Regions from separate parts of the Anas platyrhynchos genome. Here region 1 is linked to region 2. A link is a contact called in public Hi-C data. All regions are on one chromosome and are shown on one strand. Each heading gives the region's core, a stretch centred on a gene start, on an enhancer-like site or on the middle of the called end of the contact. The rest is flanking DNA. Distances are from core to core; before and after follow the strand shown. Region 1 holds the start of LOC101794869 (probable E3 ubiquitin-protein ligase HERC3). Region 2 overlaps FAM13A (family with sequence similarity 13 member A).

What was found. A called contact is a pair of places that touch in the nucleus more often than the background predicts.
Region 1: a Hi-C map of subcutaneous adipose tissue shows a contact between it and region 2, with 2.5 times the contacts expected there. The contact joins the promoter of LOC101794869 here to the enhancer-like site in region 2. A contact is called at or near these places in 2 of 8 Hi-C or Micro-C datasets (small yellow follicle and subcutaneous adipose tissue).

Annotation. Positions count from the first base shown.
Region 1 is chr4:14,945,711-14,950,761 of IASCAAS_PekinDuck_T2T, reverse strand. LOC101794869 (probable E3 ubiquitin-protein ligase HERC3) reads left to right here and starts at 2,529. Exons shown (of 25, transcript XM_027455804.3): 1 at 2,529-2,659.
Region 2 is chr4:14,860,407-14,865,430 of IASCAAS_PekinDuck_T2T, reverse strand. All of the region lies in intron 7 of FAM13A (family with sequence similarity 13 member A), which reads right to left. Among named protein-coding and RNA genes, the nearest start is that of FAM13A, 80 kb to the right of the region's middle. Within about 2 kb of position 1,745, at least 2 of the 8 cell types and tissues checked have an H3K27ac peak or open chromatin away from gene starts, as enhancers often do. A contact at or near this core is called in subcutaneous adipose tissue, where this site is marked.

The sequences.
Region 1 (5,051 bases), core at 1,280-3,779, 85 kb before region 2:
AGACCTTTCAAAGAAGCCGAGTAGAGCACTGTCATATTCTGAAATGACTTCGAGCTCCAAGCTGTGTCTACATTTTTTCAAACAGTGCTTATTATAAAATATGCAAAGAAATACGATGTGAGTGAGCCTGATACCCAGCTATGAGTTTAGGAGGCTTTACACAGGTATCAAACGTATATTGAACCTGCAGCAGGATTTTTTTAGACTGTTCTTCTGATCCTGAACGTCACCTGTAGAGATGTGCCAGAGCTCTGTAGAGCAGCTGATGCAGTCAGCGTGGATCTGGGATGACTTGGACACCTGGGCAGCTTGTAAGCTATGAGAAGCAAAGTGGGTAGCCTTGGTGAAGAGTGTTAAAGATGCCTTCATGCTGGATTTGCTGCAGAGCAGACACCATGCAGAAATGCCACTTCCACAGGGGCTAGCAATACCTCACCTTGGCTCGTGGCAGCCAGCATAGGCAGCCATCCCTGGCTAATCCTCTGAGCTCCTCTGAAAAAAGTCTCTTTCCCGACACAGAAAGGGCTGAAGAGAAAAAATACGGAAGGGTTCATTGCTTCCAGAGCAACACAGAGACTAATGGCCACACAGAGGGATTTTTCCCCTCACCAGCCCGTAGAGAGATGTAGATCCCCCCTTTGCCTCTCTGATTCCACTTGAAAAACAACAGGTGAGGTAAGTTCATGGTGCAATCAAACCTGAGCCAGCATGAAGAAATGAATCTTGGGAGTAGCCTCCAGAGGGAGCTGTGCTCAGTAAAGTGGGTGGAACCAATTTACTTTGGTGTTTTTACTATTTTACACGTTTATGAAAGACCAGCCTTGAAAGTTCTCTGTGAACTCTAAATGTAGACAACTAGCAACAGGTTTGAGCAACAGATTCCTGCCCCCCTTGGACAAATTACGGGCTTAATTTCCTCTTTTATATTATTATTATTATTATTATTATTATTATTAATAATTTATTTGATGTCTTCCCCTCCTTGATTGATCAGAGACAAACAGAGGAAAATGAGTGTAAAGGGACTTTTTACAGATATCTCCAAATGACAAAAGAAATAAAAACAAATGAAACAAACATTTTTTCCTCTACGCTTACTTATTCTAGAAGCTACTTGTAACACAGTAAGTAGAAGCCATTATGTCATAGGTACAATTGTACAATAGCAAGTAACTTTTTTCATGCTCAACAGGCATGACCCATGCAAATACAGAAGGCGTATTTGTATCTGATAAGTGACAGAGCGCATGCTAAGTATATAAACACTGGCATTTTGTGTCTCATGCATCCTTGCAAAGATCTTTACATGATTTGCTCAAATACGGACTGTCATTTTGAAAAATGAGAAAGAAGACCTACAGAGAGTGGAAGCAAGGACAGATAGCCTGGGAGGGATGCAGAGACACTGTCTGAGCAGCCAGGGCTCAGGTTAGGAAAGCCAAGGCCCTTTGAGAATTAAATTTGGCCAGGCACATCAAGGGCAACACGAAAGGTTTCTATAGGTATATTGGTGATAAAAGGAAGACTAGAGAAATTGTGGGCCCTCTTCGGAAGAAAGCGGGAGACCTAGTCACTGGGGATATGAAGAAAGCTGAGGTACTTAATGACTATTTTGCCTCAGTCATCACTGACAAGAGTTTGAGCCACGTGGCCCAGGCCCCAGGAGGCAAAGGCCAGGACTGGAAGAATGAAAAACTGCCCACTGTGGGAGAATATCAAGTTCAAGACCAGCCAAAGAACCTGAAGTTGCACAGGTCCATGGGATCTGATGAGGTGCATCTGCAGGTCCTGAGGGAACTGGCAGATGTGGTTGCTAAGCCCCTGTCCATCGTATGTGAGAAGCGGTGGCCATCCAGTGAAATTTGCAGTGGCTGGAAAAGGGGAAACATACCCCCCCTTTTTAAAAAGGGAAAAAAGCAAGACCTGGAGGACTACAGGCCAGTCAGTCACACCTCTGTACTTGGCAAGATCATGGAGCAGATCCTCCTGGAAACCAGGCTAAGGCACATGGAAAATAAGGAGGTGAGTGGTGACAGCCAACATGGCTTCACTGAGGGCAGATCATTCCTGACAAACCTGGTGGCTTTCTATGACAGGGTTACAGCACTGGTGGGTAGCGGAAGAGCAACTGACACCATCTACCGGGACTTGCACAAAGCCTCTGACACTGCCCCCTGTGATATCCTTGTCTCCAAGTTGGAGAGAGATGGATTTGATGGATGGACCACTTGGTGGGTGAGGATTTGGCTGGGTGCCTGCACTCAAAGAGCTGCGGTTCAATGGCTCAGTGTCCAGGTGGAGATCAGTGGTGCTCCTCAGGGGATCAGTTTTGGGACCAGTGCTGTTTAGCACCTCAGTTGGCGACAGGGACAGCGGGCTCAAGCGCACCCTCAGCACATTTACTGCTGACACCAAGCTGCGTGGCGCAGCCGACACACTGCAGGGAAAGGATGAGACCTGGACAGCCTTCAGAGGAGGGCCTGGGCAACCCCCTCAGGCTTCACCAAGGCTCGAAGAGAGCCCAGAGACACCGTGCCAACCCCACCCCCAGGCCGGGGCCCTGCCGCCCCGCCCGCCATAGGCGGCCCCGCGCCGCCCCTGCAAGGGGCCGGACTTCCGCGGGGCCGCGGCGGCAGCGGCGGGGCTGGGGCTGGGGCAGGTGAGCGGCCGGGGGGGGGGACCCTCGGGGCCCGGCCCCAGCGGAGGGGAGGGCGGCCGGGCAGGGCTGGGGACCCCCGGTTTAGCTCGTCGGGGGTCGCAGCTCGGGGTCGGTGAGCAGCGGGGGGAGCAGCGCTGCGGGGCTGCTGGGGGAGGGAGCCGCCATCCGTGCCAGCTGGGGCTTATTATAGCCGGGCTTATTATAGCCGAGGTCTCCCCATGGCAGCGCTTCTCCTGGAAATACACCCGTGCCGTGTCCCCTCGGCTCTTGCTGTGCTGTGCACATCCTTCATCGAGCCGGGCTGGGCTGTTCCGGGAGCGGGGATGCCGGGAGCCTGCCCTCCGCCCTGCTTTTTTTTGGGGGGGGGAGGCTGCAAGCGAGCGGCTCTGCTGCACTGCATCCCTTCGGGTCTCCAAAAATGAATACAGAGCAGTGAAGGGCAGGAGAGGTGCAGGGGTTGGCTCTTCATCCGGTTTTAAAATGCCCTAACTGATGCATTTTAAAGACCTTTCCCTAAGGGCTTGCCCTATAAAAAAAGCCGTGTTTTTATCCGTAGCACGTATCCAGCTGAGCACTAGGAATAACGTTGCAAACTCAGGTAAGTGAATATGAATTTTATCTATTTTTGCGTGTATACGTGCACGTCACCCTTACAGCCTCCTCGCCATCGAAGCCTTTTATATCCTCCTTTTAGTATCAGGAGGACGCACAGAAGGAGTTTGCAGTGTAGGATGGCTATTTTGTTCTTCCGCCGATGCCAGAGGAATAAACGCCGTGACCAGGATGGGAAACGAAGCGTGAATCTTTGTTCAGAGCTCCGTGTGTCAGGACGCAGCTCCTGCTCGAACACCCCACGCATTAAGGCTGGAAGCCCCATTGCAAGATGTGGTGGGGTGGCAGCGCAGGGCATGACAGCACGCTAAAACAATGCTGGTTTTAGAGATGGGTTATGCTTTCTGAATAAATCAGGTGAAAACACGGCCATTGGGAAATAGCTGTGTCTGTGTGCTCGCATGGAAAGGGGCTCTGTTGGTTTGCACTCTTTGAGTGGAAAGTGCTGCCCGGAATAATAGGGCTGCACACAGATTTATCAGCAAAACGTTCGGAGGGTGGGACTCCAGAGGACATATTTTTAGAACTAATCAAAAATCCATTTAAGGACAGATTTTTTAGAGTTCGTGGCACGCCTCGTTGTCTGCTCTAGGGGTTGTTAGGCTTTAGGTGCTTCAGAAAATCTGACAGCCAGCATGAATGGGCTCTGAGCTTCTTTGAGGTGTCACCCGAGTAACTCCTATGAATCACTGGGAGTCTGACCTCTTCCTACTTCAAGCTATGTCTTAACAGTGGGGAAAAAACATCGTTTGCTAATTGCACACACACCCCCAGCCCAGCACTGAAACTGCTTGTGTAGAATATTAACACAAGGAAATTAATTTGAAGTATTTTTAGCATTTTAAATGAAATTAGCATCTGGAAAGAAGACCGTGACCCATGGGGAGCAGACTGCCCAGAAACCCTTTTAGAAAGGTATCCTAAATTAATATTTAGCTCACGTTGTCCGATGTCCCTGCAGTTCAGGTTGTAGAGCGCTGAAGTCTTTTCAGCCCAGAGGCAACGTCGGCTGAGAGCAGCAAGGAAAGCGATCTGGGGATCTTCAGGGCTGCTCTCCTTGTGAAGCTGCTTACACCTTTGTAATCAGGGGATTCCCCAGGATGAGACAAATGGTAGCCTCAGATTTTTTTTGCTCTTTCAGCTGTCAGGCTTGAAATGATTCTGTGCCTTTGTGTTGTCACCTGCAGGAAGTTGCTTGCGGTGTTTATTTTTCTTTTTTTATTTTTTAGGCAGAACATGAAGTTCCCTGTAAATATAGCAGTTGTGTCACTGGAAGCATAAGCACGTGCATGACTTCAGTGTCACTGCGTCCCACGGCACTCCTGTTCCTGCTGTAGGAAATGGTGTAACTGGCACAGAGGGTGTCTTCCGTGGGCCATCTGAGGGCAGCCAAGCACCGAGTGTGCAGCAGGGGCTCTGCCAGCTGGACAGAGCCTTGTCACCTCCTGCTTTTTAAACTGGGGGTGCCTTGCAGCTGGCCGGTGACAATTGTACGTGGGGTGTGAGTGAAATGGGTTATGCTAAAAAGGAGCAGGGGCTCTTAGAGATAAATGGGATTCAGTGCGAACTTTAGGGCACCTGATAAGAGATCCTAGTGAACACTTTGTGGCAGGAAGCTGCACCACTGATGGGCTACAGCTGGAAAATCCTCTCCTCTCTGAGGTGGAGGTGACCGCAGCAGGGGAGCCCGGCAGGAGATGAACACACGCTGCTCAGGACTTGGATTATGAAGGGCTTTACTGCTAATACCTAGGGCTTGAATTAGCACCGAGCTTTGGAA
Region 2 (5,024 bases), core at 496-2,995:
AAGACTTTCAGAAGGGCAATCAGGCATGTGGGATGCATCCTGAGGGGTTTTCCGAACTTCTTGGGTGGCAACAGTCACTCCATCATTGAATTTATGCTTCCCAGAGCAGGCAAAGCAAGCCATGCCCAAAAGAGCCCTCTTGGCATACCCTACTGTGGAGCAAGCTGCCTCAGAATGGCTGCTTTGTTCATTAAATCATCTGGACAATGTGAAATCATGTTCTACTTCGGTTAATTACTTTCTCCTCACGTCTGCTTGATTTCACTGATATGTACAGTCAATTATCTCCACAGCTAGATTATTAAGTTATGCAGCTGCTGGTGAACACACTGAGAAATGTCAACTTTTGATATAAATTAAAGGTTCTTCTTCTTCTGCCTGCAATAGAAAGCAGCAGGAGAGTTTTCCCGTGCTGGAGACTTACTTTCAGAGAGACAGCCACAAAACCTGCATCATTGCACAAAGATGTTTTAAGTGCTATAAACTTTTTTTGACCCCCATGCTTTTCCTTTTGGGAAGTCTGATCTCTGGCACTCCTCAAAGTTTTCTGACCTGTTTACTAAAGCATTTTGCTACTCTCACACTCTTTCATACGTGCCCCCTCTGAATAATGTCTCGTTTCACACATAATTCTCTCTTCTATTACCTCTTCTTCCATGTTGTTTCAATCTCACGTATGGAAAGGTTGTATTTTCTGCCAGCTTTAAGCACATTACATTTCCCCTGCTACCCTAGCTAGTAACCTGTAAGCTTGAAGATATGCACTGTAGAATTACCTCATGCAATACTCGCACCCTGCTGAGTCTGTACTGGGCAACAGCAAATAATTGAGTTGGGCACCAAAACCTCTCTTCAGTTTTTTTTCCATTCAAGGCCCCGTTGAGCAAAATCTATCAGCATTCAAGTATTAAAAGAACACAGTATAAATCAACCAGAACAAACTGACTTACTGGCATAGTATTTTCCCAGATTGGGTTTTCATTTATGAACTCAATGAATTAATTGCTGGACATACTTAACTGCCTAAATCATAAGCTGTGTTTGCAATCTGGAACTAAGGCGACTCATTGCTGAGATTTACTTAAAATCCATTTGCCATATTGAGGAAGCAAAAATATTTTGTTTTTGCTTTTTAAATAAAGTCGAGCACAATGAGAAGAGAGCCTATGTAGATACACACTTTTAACATTTTGCCCCTCCAGCAAAGCAGACAATGATTTTTAAATTACTTTGACATTTCAGTTGAGAATTTTCTGAACCCTCCTTAATACAGAATTCCAACATGACCCAGGATTTTTTTTTTTCCCCACAGGTACCAATACTGTGTAAGAACTGTTTGCTCTCCACAACTGTTGCATACAGTGACATGCAATGTTCCTGATTCACGTGGGATCTGTCTTAAGACAACCACTTAATCTGACACACATTCCCCAAAGAGAAGGATTGTGTAAAGTGTGAAAATAATGAGTTCAAAAGTAGAGATGTGCTCTTATTTCTTGGGATATTCCATCACACAGAAGACAATGCTTTCAAAGTTTTTTTCAGCATCTTCACACTTTTTCAAGCTTGGATCCAATCATCCTTCCTTTAAATATGGTATATTTGATGCTACTTGCTTACTATGCAGAAAATTCATCCCACTAAAAGCGACTGCCTTTTTTTCTTCAGTATTCCTGCTGTTTTCATGCACACTGGAATTGCCCTTTATGATGGGTGCACACTGACACCTACTGCCTGAAGCAGAGACAACCCTGAAGGGTTTGCATGCACACCACCCAATTCTGTTTTGCAAATTTAGACCACTGTGCCTGTGCAGGATCCTCTCCAGACAATGCAAACATTCCTCTGGGGGCCATTCACAGCCTCCAAATTATGCTCCTGATTTGAAATGGAACAGATCACCTTCTCCCACTGAATATAAAGGGTACTTAGTGAGACAGTCCTAATTAACACCATGGAAACAGGACTCTCCATTTCCCAGAGCTCCACCTAATGACAGAGATCCCTTAGCCTGAAATCAAGGTATCTGGGCAATAAGAACAAGGGGACCTAGCAGCCTTGTAACTATTTTCAGCCAAGGCTTATATGATGGACAGTAACATGCATCCCATAACATAACAATTTGTAAGAGGGCCCTGCACTCCTGTGGGCTTTAGGACCTCTTACTGCATGTTCAGCCAACAAGGAAGCACTCAAAAGGAAGTCAAGCACCTTTCTGAGCAGACACTAAATCTATGATTAGTTCTTTCTGTTTCTTCAGAAAATGGACCTGAGAGCAAATACAGTAAAACATCTCACCACCAATGCTTGACTTGTATTATGTAAAAGGAGTTAAGGAGTTGTCTCATATAACAACTGTTAAAAGGGTAAACAGGCAGCTGCATTAAATGATTCTAACAGGATATTAGTACTGCCAGAGAAAAGAAGTACTAAAACAGGTGAAACTGTTTTAAGTCAATGCCTTGCCCTGAACTTGAGGGTGTCAAATGCAATTTTGACACTGCTTGTGACATCAGCTCTCATCCCAATTCCAGTTCAATGCTTTACATATCAACAAGAAAGCTCCATAATACATCAAAGCTTCTGTCCTTTTCCCCTTTAATATCACTCTGGCTTATCTCAGGTTGTACATATTAGGAAACTGCTCTGGAACCATCTACGTGACTCATATCAAATCTAAAGCAGATCCTCGAGCACAAAGCATGCCTGTAGATTCTCTGTCTTTTAAAAACTCATTGCACATGTTGAGCAAAAGTGTGCTCACAGGGAATTAATCGCCTTTGCCAGATGCTGTTTAATTACCTGAAACTGCACACTGCTTCTCAGTACAGATTACTCAGTATAGCTGGCATTCAGATTTTTCTAACAGAATTAAAAAATCTGTAACATGGCTCCTTATATAACTCTCTCAACTCGCTTTCCCACAAGGCTTCATTACAAAACTTTTGGAACATAGATGCCCTTCAGGCACGACTCCCTAGAACAATCAATCATCTAGCAAGGTTTTCCTCTTCTTTCAACACTGCAGAAATCTCCTTGCCTGGTACTAAGTATAGCTGAGTAAACAAATTGTCTTACCAGGGAATACAGAAAACGAAAGGACAAACCTGCTCAACAGTCAGGGAATGAATAAAACCACAGAACTCAGAGAAAACCAGCTTGCACACTGATCAAATCCACCTCATCATCCAAATGCCTAACAAGAGAAGGATTCAGCTACAAAATTTCTCATTACTTGCCTAAATTTATTAATTGCCTGATTGTGTCCATTTTTTTCCTCACATACTTAAGAAAACAATCCTTCTCTTTGTCTAAAATACAGGTGAAATACACGCACTCTAGTTCATTTCTTATGGTAAATAGGCCCTCCCTGCTCTTTTCTCCATTTTGTAACAGTTTTTGCTTGCTTTTTAACCATCTTTACAAACCTAACGCCATTTGAACACAAGTTACTGAAATCTTATGGGGCCTCATCTGAGTCTTGCAAAAGCCTCCCCCAAGTCTACGGTAAAAATGTACTTTATACATCCACAAATTTCTGCTTTAAGTGAAATTCATGACCATGTTTGTTTGTTTGTTTTACACCAGTAACTGTTGAAGAAAAAAAAAATATTCCAGCACACTTAAGGAACTCCACAAGCAATCTCTTTCCTCTTGTAGGAAAAAGACCTATAGATCTGAACCCTTCCCTGCCCATCTTCATGTTCTTAGATTAAGGCCTTTTTCTCTATACAGATGGCATGATATAAAGCATTTTGCTCAAATTGGATGATATATAGGTTTTTTCTTCCTCTCTATGGAAAGACTTTTCAAAAATAATTTGATTGTGCTTGTATCACCTCTCTTGATAAACTTAGATCACATTTTGCCTCATTTACCACTTTTGCGCCTTTAATGATTCTTTGTATCCTTACAGAGCAAGAGTGATGATTAGTTCTATACTTGTTAATTACCTATTCCTGCCTCCCCCAACCAACCTTCCCCTCCCCCCAAATCAAACCTACCAGAACACCAAAAGACCAATCCAGAACCCTAAAAAAGTGCAATTTTAAAAAATAGTGTATTGGTGGCATCCCAACAGTTCTGACTTGAAGACTTCAAGCATTTGTGTTATTGTTACCATTTGAACAAGAGCATTTGTGCTCGTTTCCACTTAATTAAATTATTGCATAATTATCTATATGAAATTACTGTATAAACAGGGCAGTGGCCTAACTTCGGCTCTATACACACCCTCCTGATTCACTTGAAATTGATTCACCTGTTCATGATACTTGAACAATATTTCAGACTACGTAAGTGTGGCTGGTAGCAACACAAATAGATGTGACCATCATTCAACATTCAAAGTGGCACAGAACATCCATGCCATACACACAAGTTCTCAAGTCATTCTATAGTTCCTCTATAGCATGAATTGCCCAAACAGTATGAGCTACCCTGCCAAATTAACTGCACCTGGCAACTCACCTCAGGAGTATACATTTCTCACTTGTGGTAGATAGAAGCAAAATTTGCAAGCTGCTAGCTTTATTTACAAGTAATTGCATCTCAGCAGTGTTAGAAAAGATGTGAGCTTGGCCTGAAGCCTCACTTGAGAGGTGTGCTGCTCCCTCTCTGCTCTTACTAGCCACTTCACTATCCAACTGTAATTACTCTTGACTGTTGAAGAGATCCCTTCCTGGATCATTTTTCCATGATCCAGGAAAAAACTTAGGAGGACAATTTTATGCAGTAAGGCAGATGGACATGTAATGAAAGCCTACGAATATCTGAAGGACATATACTGCAAGAAAGGAAAAAAAATATGTGGACTATTCTCACTTGAAAGTCAGGATGAGAATCTAAATTGGGTAAAACGTGACAGAGTGATCTGTGCAGCTAGGAAATTATCTCCAAAAGGCAAAAGCAGAGCCTGCTTGGATGGTTTGGAGTTTCTGAAGCACAGATTAATTAACCTCTGCACAAATACACTGCAGGGAATGACGGTGCTTTATCAGGAAGGCAGACAATACTATGCAACC